2 separate regions of the Mus musculus genome follow, and region 1 is linked to region 2. Evidence: chromatin contacts called from public HiChIP or PLAC-seq data. All regions are on one chromosome and are shown on one strand. The core of a region is the stretch at or near the end of the contact, and the rest is flanking DNA. Distances in the headings are between cores, read along the strand shown.

Region 1 (5,686 bases), core at 1,406-3,905, 250 kb after region 2:
CCAACAGGCCCAGGACCCTCTAGCTCTTTACCCCGATGTCCCCAGAGTCCTACAGTATTAACTCATAGCCTCCAGGATCCTTCTCTTGGTCCATGAGGTCCTCATCCCAAGTCAAACCCAGGTGGATCCAGGAGTCCAGGGCCCCCTAGGCCCCTGGGCCATAGCTCAACAGGCTGGGCTACATTCCAGGTGGATTAACCCCTCCAATGCCAAGAATGATAAACTGGTAGAGCACCCCCCCCCCAATCTTTCCCAGATTCTGTTTAGACTGGAAATAGGCTCTCTATTCCAGCCATCCCTGTCTTGGCATCTTACCTACAGATGGGAACCAGACCTCTAGGGTAGGGCAGAACTTCAACAGGAGGTGGAGGGGAAGGGGTGTTCAGGCTCCTGGTCCTCACCAAGGACATTGTAAGCAAAGGACAACTCTCCCTGGCCTTCCTCCTCAACTACCTGGGAGGGGAGACTTAGAGGTGAAGAAGATAACAGATTCCTGTCTCCTAAGTCTGGTCTCTCTGGGAAGGGGGCGCACTTCAGTTCCAGGTAGAAGAGAGTAAGACAACAGTGCGGGAGTCAAAGGAAATCCTAAATGAGGCCTTAACTGTCTAGGTTCTTTGTGGGACCTGCAGAAGAAGGAGAACGCTCCCCTCTTCCCAAGATGCCACTTCAGATGGTGCGGCTTAGAAGGCGGGCAACTGACTTGGGGAAAGGGTTCTTACAAAGCTTCTCTTAGAGATGAGGTGGAGTTGAGGGGAGGGCATGGATGAAGGGGGCTGCCGGATGGAAGGGGGGCGTCTCCCTGCTGCCCTGCCCGCTCCAGAGCCTGGAACAAAGCCGCTCTTGTCAGTTGCTCTCCACCCGCTGCCCCCCTCCCCTCTGTATAAACACGACCACCTTTTTCCATGACCCCATCTCCAGAATGGGAGGAGAACCCAGGCATCCTCTGCCCTATCCTGAGCCCCAAGCCTGTTCTCCAGGAGACAGCAGTGGACCCAGCTTCCCTGGCTCCGTGCCGTTGTTGGGGGAGTCTAGACCCTTGATTCTCCACCTTGAATCCTCAGGTGCCCTCCCTCTACCCCACTGGCCCCAGGGAGGGGCAGTACCCAGGAGGCAGGCAGGCAATGCCAGTGGAATGTGTGTGGGCATCAGAGGGCACGGGCAGGGTGGGGCCGAGGGGGGAACTGGAGGTGCCAGTTAGGTGGCTTTCTGAGCCAGAGGTGGGGGTGTGCCCCGGGGTTGGGGGGGCGTGTCCTATGCTGCCTACCAGTTCTAAGCCACTGTGTGTGTGTGTGTGTGTGTGTGTGTGTGTGTGTGTGTGTGTGTGTGTTGGGATAACCAAGCTCCGAGCACCCTGGACACACACTCCCCTTGACCCCCTCTAAGTATCCTTACTGACAATGGCTGTGGTCCTCAAACCCTAACTCAGTACCCGAAGAATAACCATAAGGGCAGAAGCCTCAAATTTGAGGAGTAGGATCCCAACTGCCCCGGGTTTAAGCCCTACAAGAGGGAATTATTTGAGCATTTTGTCCTTGAGTTCCCTCCCCGAGACAGACATCCCTGCTGCCCCATCCCCATGACCACCAACTAAGCATATTCTTACCCTCTGGCCTCTGCAGAGAGTCCCTCCTACATACTGGGCCAGGCTGAGGTGAGGGACCTGGTGGAAACTGCTGGAAAGGAAAGAGGCGCTGTCAGTGGCACTCCAGGACAGGGGCTCTCCTGAACCTGTCCGGGCGTTATAACTCTAGCTTTGTTCCACTGGGGCCTCCCCTTGAGAATATTCTAAAAGAGCTCCCCTTCATTGGCTCACTTGTGCAGTAAGGGATAGATCAGAGAGAATCCAGGTTCTGCAGTCCAAACTCCACAGACCACTTTACCCACCTAGACACTTGCTAGAGCTTTCCTAGTCCCCATACAGAGCCCTGCCAATCCACTGGAGAAAGGGTACTTGGACCATCAGATCCACCCTTCAGTATGCCCCCGCCCCACTCCGGTGGAAGAATGCCATCCTTTCCCAGAGGAGGAAAACCCGTCTTCTCTGACATTCCGAGTACAGGAACATTGGTTCGCTTGCCCAAGACTTTCCTAAATGCTCTCCTTCAATACTCACCAAAATCAAGGGCAGACAACCCGGCCCATCCTCAGTCTGTCTAAAAAAAAATCTCCCCTTTCTCTTCCCGGGTCACGACTGACCCCAACTTGGGGCAGGAAGCCTCCGCATAAGCTCGGCTAACAGCTTGGCCACCCCCGGAGGGAAAGGACCCCAAGGCTCCCGACGCCCCCGCCCCTGGCTCATTTCAGCAGAGGAGCCCCGGCGTCCGCGGCCGGAGGGCGGCCAGGCGGGCGAGCCGGCTTCCCCGCCTGACTCACCTGGAGGGGAGGGCGGGGGAAGGAAGGCCGCAGAGCCCCGAGGTCCCGGCGTCGGGCGGTCTCGGGGATGGAGCACCGCGGTGTTAGTGACTCGCGGTAATGGGGGGCTTCAGGGGGGCACGGCTCTAGGCTGGGACAATCCCGGGGCCTCTCGGAGCCCGCCCGCCCACGTGACCGCCCCAAAATATCCGACACATTTTCTCCCAAACCGCACACTGACTCCGCAGGCGGGGACACGGAAAATATTTTCTTTCTTTTTCTCCCTCCCTACCCCCCCCACCTCCCTCCCTGCCTGGCTCCCTCCTCCTCCTCCCGCCCTCGCTCCTCCCTCCCCTGCCGCCTGCCCCTGCCCGGCTCCCTCCTCGGTGCCCTGGGGCTGGGGGGGGTGGTGGCTGGGGGGGGGGAGGACTGGGCGGGGCGGCCCAGGACGCCTGGGTCTCTGCCCCTCCCATTTGCTAGGCTTCCGTGGCTCCATCCCCGGGAGGCCGGGCAGAGCTGGCAGAGGTCAGTGTCCTGGGCTCCATGATGCCAACCCTTTCTCTCTGGCGCTATCCCCCTTCCAGCCATTTGGGGAGACTGAGTTGTCTTTAGCCACGCTGTATTCTGCCAGGCCGGTCTCTGGTACCTCCCAGGGTAGGCAGTGAGAGACTTGGACACTGCCAAGACGTGGAGTGATGGGGCAGGAGTATACCAGAGGAGAAGGCACTGTCCCCTTTTCTTAGTTAACCTCCACCTGCAGGTCAAAGCAGTATCCCTTCCTCTGGCCTTCTCTGTCCTATGGCCTAGGAGCAAACTGGTTTAACTAGTGGGGGTTACGATGAAGGTGCTACGAATTGGGTTCACAGGCTTCCTCCCTCTCATTCTGCCTGAAGTTGACTCCAGGAGTTAAAGCGCGTGGGTCTCTCGCTGCCAATATCGTCCCCACCTTTAGACTTGGATTTAGAGGGGGAGAGGCTGGCTGGGAGGAGGGCTGAAAGAACTTTAGGGAGGAGGGGGGATGGGAGGAGCCTTGCGCTGGGTGTGAGGGAGAAAGCCCAGGCGAGGGTGTGTGTCTGGCTCAGCCAGCGAGGCCTGCCTGGCTGCCTGGTAGATGCGCCACGAATGTTGTTGACGCTGGGTCTCTAGAAGCCCAAAGTCTGTGTCTAATAGGGATATTCTCTGTCTCCAAACAAACCGAGGCTGAAAGGCTCTCGAACCTAGAGAGGGAAGCCAATAGTTTGACTTTATACCACAGAGCACAGAGCCAGAGAAAAGTGAAGTCCTATGCACTCTCACAGGGATGGTCACGACTCCAGAAGAGGAGAAAGCTCATTGGACGGGCTGGGCCAGGCACTAGCCCAAAGGACCATCCTCAGCAACGCTCCCAGAGTGGCCAGCACCTGGGGAATGGGCCCCTGAATCACATCACATTTTCCACTTTGGAATTACTCAGCTCTGGTCTTGCTGTCACCCTAGGGGCCAGGCATCCCCCTCCTGGGAAAGGCTTTTCTGGGTAGCCATTATCAGCTAAAGGAGAAGGGGAAAGAGAGGCTTGCTGTGGCAATCCCAAGAGACCAGAGACGTTGTGGGGGAGGAAGGGGGGGAGCACAGACGAAACTCTGCCTTTCGCTCCAGGGCTGGGAATAGGTACTCCAGGGTCCCGTCCCCAGGTGGCCTGACTGCTGTTGACTTTGCCGGTTACCCTGGGAGCAGCTCTTAGCAGTGTGGGAGGGGTGTGTGTCCGGGAGTTGGACCCTGGCATTCAGGCTGGGGTGGGATAGTGAGCTGCCTGTGTGGCAGGGATCCTGCCAGGAGGCTGCAAAATTAACCCCTCCTGCCCTGCCCTGGTGGTGGCTGGCGGAAGGAGGGGCGGGCCCAGCTGCGGTTTGGGAATGTGGCCCTAATCCCCCTCCCCACCCCACCCCGGCACATCTGTAGTTGGTTTACAGTGAATGAGTCTCCTGTCCTCATGAACCAGGCTTGGGCACCATTCCCTTCCTGCCCAGGCACTGGGACACAGACCCAGGCACCACCCTGCTCAGCTCTCTGCACTGGTTCTTCCCTTCAGGGACTTGACCCAGAGACCAAGCATCGGAACCCTGAGACTGCAGCTTGGGGTAGCAGATAGGGATGGAACAGTTAGTGGGATGAGAGGGGGGACAAATATGGGAGAGCATCCAAGAGGACAATAAGTTTAAAATCCCATTGTTTTCCTGTTCCCTTTGTCTTGATCTGTCCATATGTCTCTGTCTCTGTGGTGGGTGGGTTTGTTCATTTATTATCCATCCTGGTTACTATAACTACTTCCTCGAAACTTCCTCGTTCCTATGACTGGAGGGGGAAGTGTTGGGGGGGGAGAGGTGATGCTGTCCAAGAATACTTGCCAACCCCTCTCATCCAGTAATTGTCTCTGCCCCCTCACCAAACCCAGTCACTGGAGTTGTACACAGAATCAATTAGCCACAACAGACAGGGCCTGGTGGCAGGGGCCTTAATCCCAGCTACTCAGCAGGCTGTAGCATGAGGGCCCTCATGAAAGCAGAGAGCTTCTATACAGCAAAGGAGACTGGTAATCAACCAAGTGGGGAGACAGCCACAGAGCAGCAGGAGAGCCTTTGCCAGCCATGTGTCTAACAAGAGGAATAGCTAGAGAAAGAACTCAACAGTGAACAGGCTGATGAAATGAACAGGCTAGTCTCAAAAGACAAATACAAATGGCCGAGAAACACTGGAAAATATGTTCAACCTCGATAGTAGTCAAAAAAAAAAAAAGCAAATCCAGTGTGCATTGAAATCCCTTCCCACCCCATCGCCTTGGAGCAAGAGAGAGGGCTCAGCAGTAGGACCTGGGTTCAGTTTCCAGCACCTCTGCCATCTTATCATCTCCTTGTGGACCAGGCTTTGGGTGCACATACGTACATACATACAGGTAAGATATTCATGTGCATAAAATTAAGGAAAAAGAGGGCTGGCTAGGTCAGTTCTCAGGTATAGCATTTGACTAGCAATATAAAGTCCTAGGTTTAGGTCCCAGCAGTGTAAAGATTAATAGGCACAGCAGATAGGGAGAAAAACCTAAGAGTTCAAGCATGTCCCTTCTGCCACTCCCCATCTTGCCACTCTCTGTTTCTATCCCAGTGGGGGAGGACTCAGCCCCCTTTTCTTTCTCCAGCATTAAGTCTGCTTCTAGCTTTGGCTGTATTTATAGGTGCTTTGCTTGCTCACTGTGGCAGCTCAGAAAAGTGATATCCTGGAGGTCAGAGGGTCATGCTTCCTCCTTTGCTACCCTTGCTTTTTAATAGTTATTTTATAGGAGTGTATGTGTGTGTGCATG
Region 2 (6,063 bases), core at 1,893-4,392:
TCCTGAGTGAAATAATACAAACATGCACCCAGCTTAGGTACACACTACCTAACCAGGAAATTGTTGTCCTGGGCTAGACAGTCCTGAGACTGAAGCAAAACTGACCATGTGGCCACAGGACCAAACTATCCCCTATGCAGAGGGTCACGAGAACATAGGCCCGTGCCCCCCAAAAGTGAGGCGGCGTAAGAGGACTTTATTCAGGGAGGGGGCTCACTTATTCTTGAAGTCCTCCACCAGGCCCTGCATGTTGCCAAGCTCAGCCTCCAGCTTCAGCTTCTCCTGGCCCAGGGCTTCCAGCTGCCGGCGGAGGTTGTTGATGTAGCTCTCAAACATGTTGTCCATGTTGCTCCTCGACGTCTTCTGCTGCTGCAACAGGCTCCACTTGGTCTCCAGCATCTTGTTCTGCTGCTCCAGGAAGCGCACCTGCATGGGGAGGACACGAAAAAATTCCACATCAGGCTATAGTCAGGATCTGGAGGGAGGGAGGGAGAGAGGGAGAGAGGGAGGGAGGGAGGGAGGGAGGGAGAGAGGGAGAGAGGGAGGGAGGAAGGGAGGGAGGGAGGGAGGGAGGGAGGGAGGGAGGGAGGGAGGGAGGAAGGGAGGGAGGGAGGGAGGGAGGGAATCACTGTCCCTTCCCGTGGTCACGTATGTCCTGGGGAAATAGTGCAGTGTCCTGGTGATGGCAGCGTCGGGAGCCATGTTCCTCCAGGACTTGGGATGGGAGAGGCTGCAGCCGTAGCTGCGGAGGGGGAGGCTGCAGCCATAGCTGCGGAGGGGGAGGCTGCAGCTGTAGCTGCGGAGGGGCTTTTATTTGAATAGATGATACATCACAGCCTCGTTTTCTGTTCGTTACCTTGTATGTAGGATTGAGAATGGCATCTATCACACTATCGATGATCATTCGAAGGGATCTTGAATAAAGATCCTGGGAATTGTAGGGAACTCTCTCCCTGCTTCCTATAGCAACACTACTGTTACCCTGAGCTGTGTAACTTGGTCTGGGTCTCCCCAACCCTGCAAATAGCTCCAGAAGGCTCAGGTAGGCGCTTTTGGGAGCCCCTTCTCCACAAGGGCCCACTTTTAGCAGAAGATGAAGCAAGAGAGCAGGCAGGTACGTCTCCTTCCATCCTTCCCACCCTGTTGGAGCAGCCTTGGAGACCCCTTAGCCTTGGGAGTCCCACGACCCTCTTCCCACTTGTCCACAACCAACCCCGCCCTCCCTGCCCCCTTCACATCTTAGAGCGCACAATCCAAGACGTGGTACAGGGAAAAGCCTTTTGTAAGGATAATAGCCTGACTGCTCCATAGGAGCAAAATGCACTTCACACTCTCAGGCCGGAGCGCTAACTTTTTAAACTGGGGGGAAACTAGAAAGCCATCCTGTGGGAACAATCGGATTACCTTCCCACAACCCACACTATAAATCCTTTCTTCCCCGTAATTACAATAATAATAATAATAATAATAATAACCCAAGTAATCCATTCTAATGGAATGCTGAATTCGGGCCAGGTGCTGCTAAAGCTCGTCACACTTTGAGCTGAACAGGCAGAGAAACTGATTTGGGGCCTGTCGTGTCCATTTTACAGAAGAGGAAGTCAAACTTGACAAGATGGCCCATTGGAGGAAATTGCCGGGCCCTGTAACCACAAGGCACATGCCATGTCTGAGCCAACTGCTCTCCATCAGGATTCTAGGGGGAGTTAGGGACCGGACCGTTGGAGCTAGTAAACCCTTGTGAAGAAGAGGCAGACGCTCCTGGGGCGTCCTGTGATTCCACAGGCTCAGCCCCGTGTTTTCCCTCCTCCCGTTCCCACACCGCCTCTCAGGAGCCAGTCAGCAAAAAAGGGCCAATCGTCCCGGGGCCACGAAGGCCACTGTGCCACAGGACTGCAAAACCTGGCCTGGCTTTCGGCTTGCAAAGGAACCAGGCAGTTGGGGCGGAGCCACCGTAGAAAGAGTGAAAGGGGTACAAGGGCCAAGCTCGCAGAGGGGCGTGGGTAGGCCGACGCTATCTGAGGCCATAAACTCCGGTCTTAACAGGTCGTGAAACAGGAGCGGAGTGTCCAACGCCCGCAGACTTTGAATCTCGCACGGGCCTTCCCGAGGCGGAGCCCTGAGACTCACCCTCCCCTCCACCCCACCCCACTCCTGGTGGAAGGGCAGACCCAAGACCTCCGCCCTGGCTCTACAGCGGCCCCGCCCACTGGAGCAGGGCAGGGGCCGAGCAGTGACTCAGCCTGGAGCCCCCACTCTCTAGCCTTGGGCACCAAAGACCTCCATATGCGTTTGTCGGGTTCAATCAAGACACCTGAAACCTTCTAAAATCCTTACACCGCCCTCCATTATTTAACAGGAAGATAGAAAAATACACAATGCACGGGGCACCATGAGGAAACCTTGGGGCAGTTGGGGGCGGGGGGGCGAGGGGGCGTCCCCGCCACCAGAGAGCAAAGCCACAGGGAAGGGACCAGGCCCTCCAGTGAATGGGAAGGTGCTCCAAGATTTAGTCACAAGCACTTCAGACCCTCTGGGCCCAAGCCAAAGGGTATGAGAGAAGTAGAAGAGAGTGTGGCCAGAATGGGTGGGTCCCAACAGGAGCTCATGGGGGGTGCGAGGAGAGATGTACGCATCTCTGTGTCAGCAGAAGAAAGAGCGAGCGCAGGACGGTTAGTCGGGAAGAGAGGGGTCTCACCTTGTCAATGAAGGAGGCGAACTTGTTGTTCAGGGATTTAATCTGCTCCTTCTCCTGAGTGCGCACAGCCTGGATGTTGGGGTCCACCTCCAGCTTCAAGGGGCTCAACAGGCTCTGGTTCACCGTGACGGCTGTGATGCCCCCGACACCAGCCCCGCCAAAGCCGCCCAGACCCACGCCGGTGCCCATGCTTCCCCGGAAGCTGCTGCTGCTGCTGCCCACCCGGGAAAAGCTGGAAGAGCTGATGCGGGCACCGGGTCCACTCGTGAACGAGCGGCTGCTGAAGGCCCGGGGACCGGAGGTGGACATCTTGTAGGATTTCTGAGTCACCCTGATGGACATGGTGAAGTCTGGAGCGAAGGCAGTGAGCTGAAGACGGAGGTTCGAGAGCGAGCTAAGCAGCTGCTTCTAGACGGTGGGACAGCGCCCAGCGAAGGCCCTTTATAAAAGAAGAGGCCAGCCCCAGGGGAGGGAAAAGGGCCTCTTACCTGAGTGGCTAGACACTAGAGGGCAGGGCCTAACCCAACGTCTGCAACCTCCAGACGGGACTCAGGTGAGGGCAGCAGAGAGCTGTTCCCACCCGGGATCCCTCTCCAGCCCCACCCTAAAAATCCAGGAGAGAGCAATTGATCCCTGTGAAGGCAGGAAGTGAGCCTGGGATCTCTGACCTAAGCTGTCTTATCTCCTGCCCTCCTGTGAGAACTACTTGGGCTGAAAGGGTTCCCAGGCATTTTAGTTTAAAACACTGGGTCTCAACTCAACACAGGCAAGCTACTAGAACTCACTAGAAGTTGAAACTCAAGGAAGGTCGGAAGGGCCCTTCCTCGGGAGTCACGTAACAGATATGCTGTAGGTTCTCCACCAGTGGGTTGCAATCCCTCTAGGGATAGAGCTATGTTTTCCCAGAGGTGACATATCAAATATCCTGTGGTTCAGAATCTTGGGGGGGGGGGGTCACAACCCCTTTGGGGGTATAAGTACCCTGAAGCCTAACCAAAGCCGGCACCGGCCTTTACCAGCCAGCACTAGGACTGAGGGTGTGCCTCATCCACCACATCTCTGGCTGGTCTCTCCTAATACCTCCAAGAGACCTCCTTTAGGTGGAGCTGGCCAGGCTGACCAGCAGGGCCCTTTCGTTCCCAAGCTCCTGTTTGCTTTGTCTGCCCAGGTTACAGCTAACACCACTACCCCACCCCGCTACCTGTGCAGCATCCTGCACCCATAGGCTGGCAAAGGGGGGTGGGAAGGTAGGTAGATATTTGAGGAATGAATGAAACACAGGCTTCTAGCTGTCTTCTCTCTTGTGCAAGGTAAAGAGAAATCAAACGCAGCTCTTCTCTCTGGACACAGCACAGTATTCTCCTTTCCTACCCAGACCCGAGAGAATTCCCCAGACCAGACAGAGGCCTCGAGGAATAACAAAGACTGAGGGACAGAGGCCAAGGCAGAAAAGGGAGACCCCAGAGAATAGAGGCACAGGGGCTTTGTTGCAATCGCTTCTTTGGAGACACCTTCCCCAGGCTGCCAGGGCAGTGACTCATGGTGCCTTGGAACGGGATGGCCCTGCTGGTGGTGACTCATTCTCCAGCCACCTGGACCCTTCTCCTCTGCCCCCGGCCCCAGGCTGGCCAGATGTGATGAGGATAGTACCCTGTCTCCCTGCACCTGTCTCTCTGAACTCATTATCCCATTATCAGAGTGAGTCAGGAGAACAAGCTGGGGCACAGCCTGCACCTGTGAGAGGTTGGAGACTGGGGAGCAGAGCAAGGCCCTCCAGGCCTGGGTGGAGCAAGCAGGCAAGAGGTTTGGGTCCCCAAGGCAAAGATTCCACCTGCAATTAAATTACCTGATGGGTTGGGCTCTCTGGAAGGCACTTCAGGGTGTGATGTGGGGATTGGGTGGATCTCAATTAAGGAAACCAATAGATGACAGATATCCAAATTCCCTGGGGAACTGGGCGGTAGCAGACACCACCCCATAGCCAGGGAAAAGAGTAAGCACCTACTAAGAGAACTGTCTATGGATTCCGCCCCCCTAGGAGAAACACCCAGGACTGCTCTATGGGCACATATAGGCAAAGGGACAGAGACCCAGGATGGGCACATATATGTTCCTGCCAAAAGGGACAGAGACCCAGAAAGTCACCCCTAGAGACACACAGACATGTTCCTTCCCTACACGGCACACCTCTCTCCCTCTTTGTCTGAGAAGCCACCCCTACCTGTGTGTGTGTGTGTGTGTGTGTGTGTGTGTGTCTGTCTGTCTGTCTGTCTGTCTGTCTGTCTGTCTGAGGACACTTCCAGAAAGACCAATCTAGAAATCCCCAAGGATTGCACAGAGACCATATTCCTTCCTTGCCTGTCTTTTGCTAGGAGTCCCCAGCCTTGGGCTTCCAGCATGCTAGGAAAAGGGAAATCCTATTTACACCAGGCCCTCTCACATCCCCCTCAGTCAACACTCCGTTTTCAGGTGAAAATCAATTTAGGTGTGTGTTTATCACCCCCTCTCTAACACAGGCCCACACCCAGCAAGATTGGAGATTTTTTTTTCCAGCAAACCAAAGGGAGGGAACCGCGGCCGGCGCCGCACCGAGCTGTGAGAGAAAGCGGAAGGAGAAACGGAGCAGCTGGTCAGACAGGTATGACAGCCCTGGGGAGGGACAGCCAACTCTCCCTTTCTCCCCTTCCCCCACACCAGTTTTGGAGGGACCTGAAGGGAAGGACTGATTTAGGCAACTCGTAAAAGCTCGTCATCCAGCTCTCTTTCTGAAATCTCAGCTTCCTCCACCCTAGCTGCCTGGTTTCTTGGTCCCAGGAGTGTCTCTCAAGGTGTGGGTAAGGAGGCAGTAAAGGTGAGACCCCTGTGCTGTGCAGCTCAAAGCTCAACCCAGGGCTTACCATTTGTCAACTCTTTGTTATTTCCAGAGACCCCCCCAACCAGCCCCTCCCAATATGGTCTCTGCTCAGCAAGAGAAACCAGAGCTGCTCTGTCCTGGAACTTCCCCAAGATAGAGGTAAAAGGGAAAGGGCTCAGGGACTAGGGCCAAGTGGTCAGAGAAGAAAGAACCAAACTAGGGCAGCCACAGGTATAAGTCCTTGTAAGGCTGTCTCTGGCCACTGTGGTCACCAAAGCTTGTTCAACAAAAGAGTCATACACACTTGTGAGGAGGTGAGGGTGCCCTGCACAGACAGCTCTGCCCTAATATGTCTTTCCTGGAAAGCCAAGGGGAAAAGGAGGCCTCCTATGTTAAGACCCAGCCTTCCTCTGCCACTGAACACATATACACAAGTAAATGAAAGTAATTTTAAAAATATAATCATGGGGTGGTTAGTGGCTTAGGACGTACGTAGCTCAATTGTTTGTCT

What was found. HiChIP or PLAC-seq counts read pairs in DNA pulled down with a chosen protein or histone mark.
Region 1: a contact with region 2 is called in a FOXA1 HiChIP or PLAC-seq map of pancreatic cancer cells. The contact joins the promoter of Rarg here to the promoter of Krt8 in region 2. A contact is called at or near these places in 2 of 39 promoter capture datasets (liver and pre-B cells), 1 of 484 Hi-C or Micro-C datasets (embryonic stem cells) and 1 of 115 datasets of contacts at active chromatin or transcription factors (pancreatic cancer cells).

Annotation. Positions count from the first base shown.
Region 1 is chr15:102,254,867-102,260,552 of GRCm38.p6, forward strand. Rarg (retinoic acid receptor, gamma) reads right to left here and starts at 2,656. Exons shown (of 10, transcript NM_011244.4): 1 at 2,374-2,656; 2 at 1,604-1,673.
Region 2 is chr15:102,001,200-102,007,262 of GRCm38.p6, forward strand. Krt8 (keratin 8) reads right to left here and starts at 3,143. Exons shown (of 9, transcript NM_031170.2): 1 at 2,699-3,143; 2 at 218-426. The coding sequence starts at 3,040. It overlaps Gm36026 (a long non-coding RNA gene), which reads left to right and starts at 4,944. Exons shown (of 2, transcript XR_875678.2): 1 at 4,944-5,336.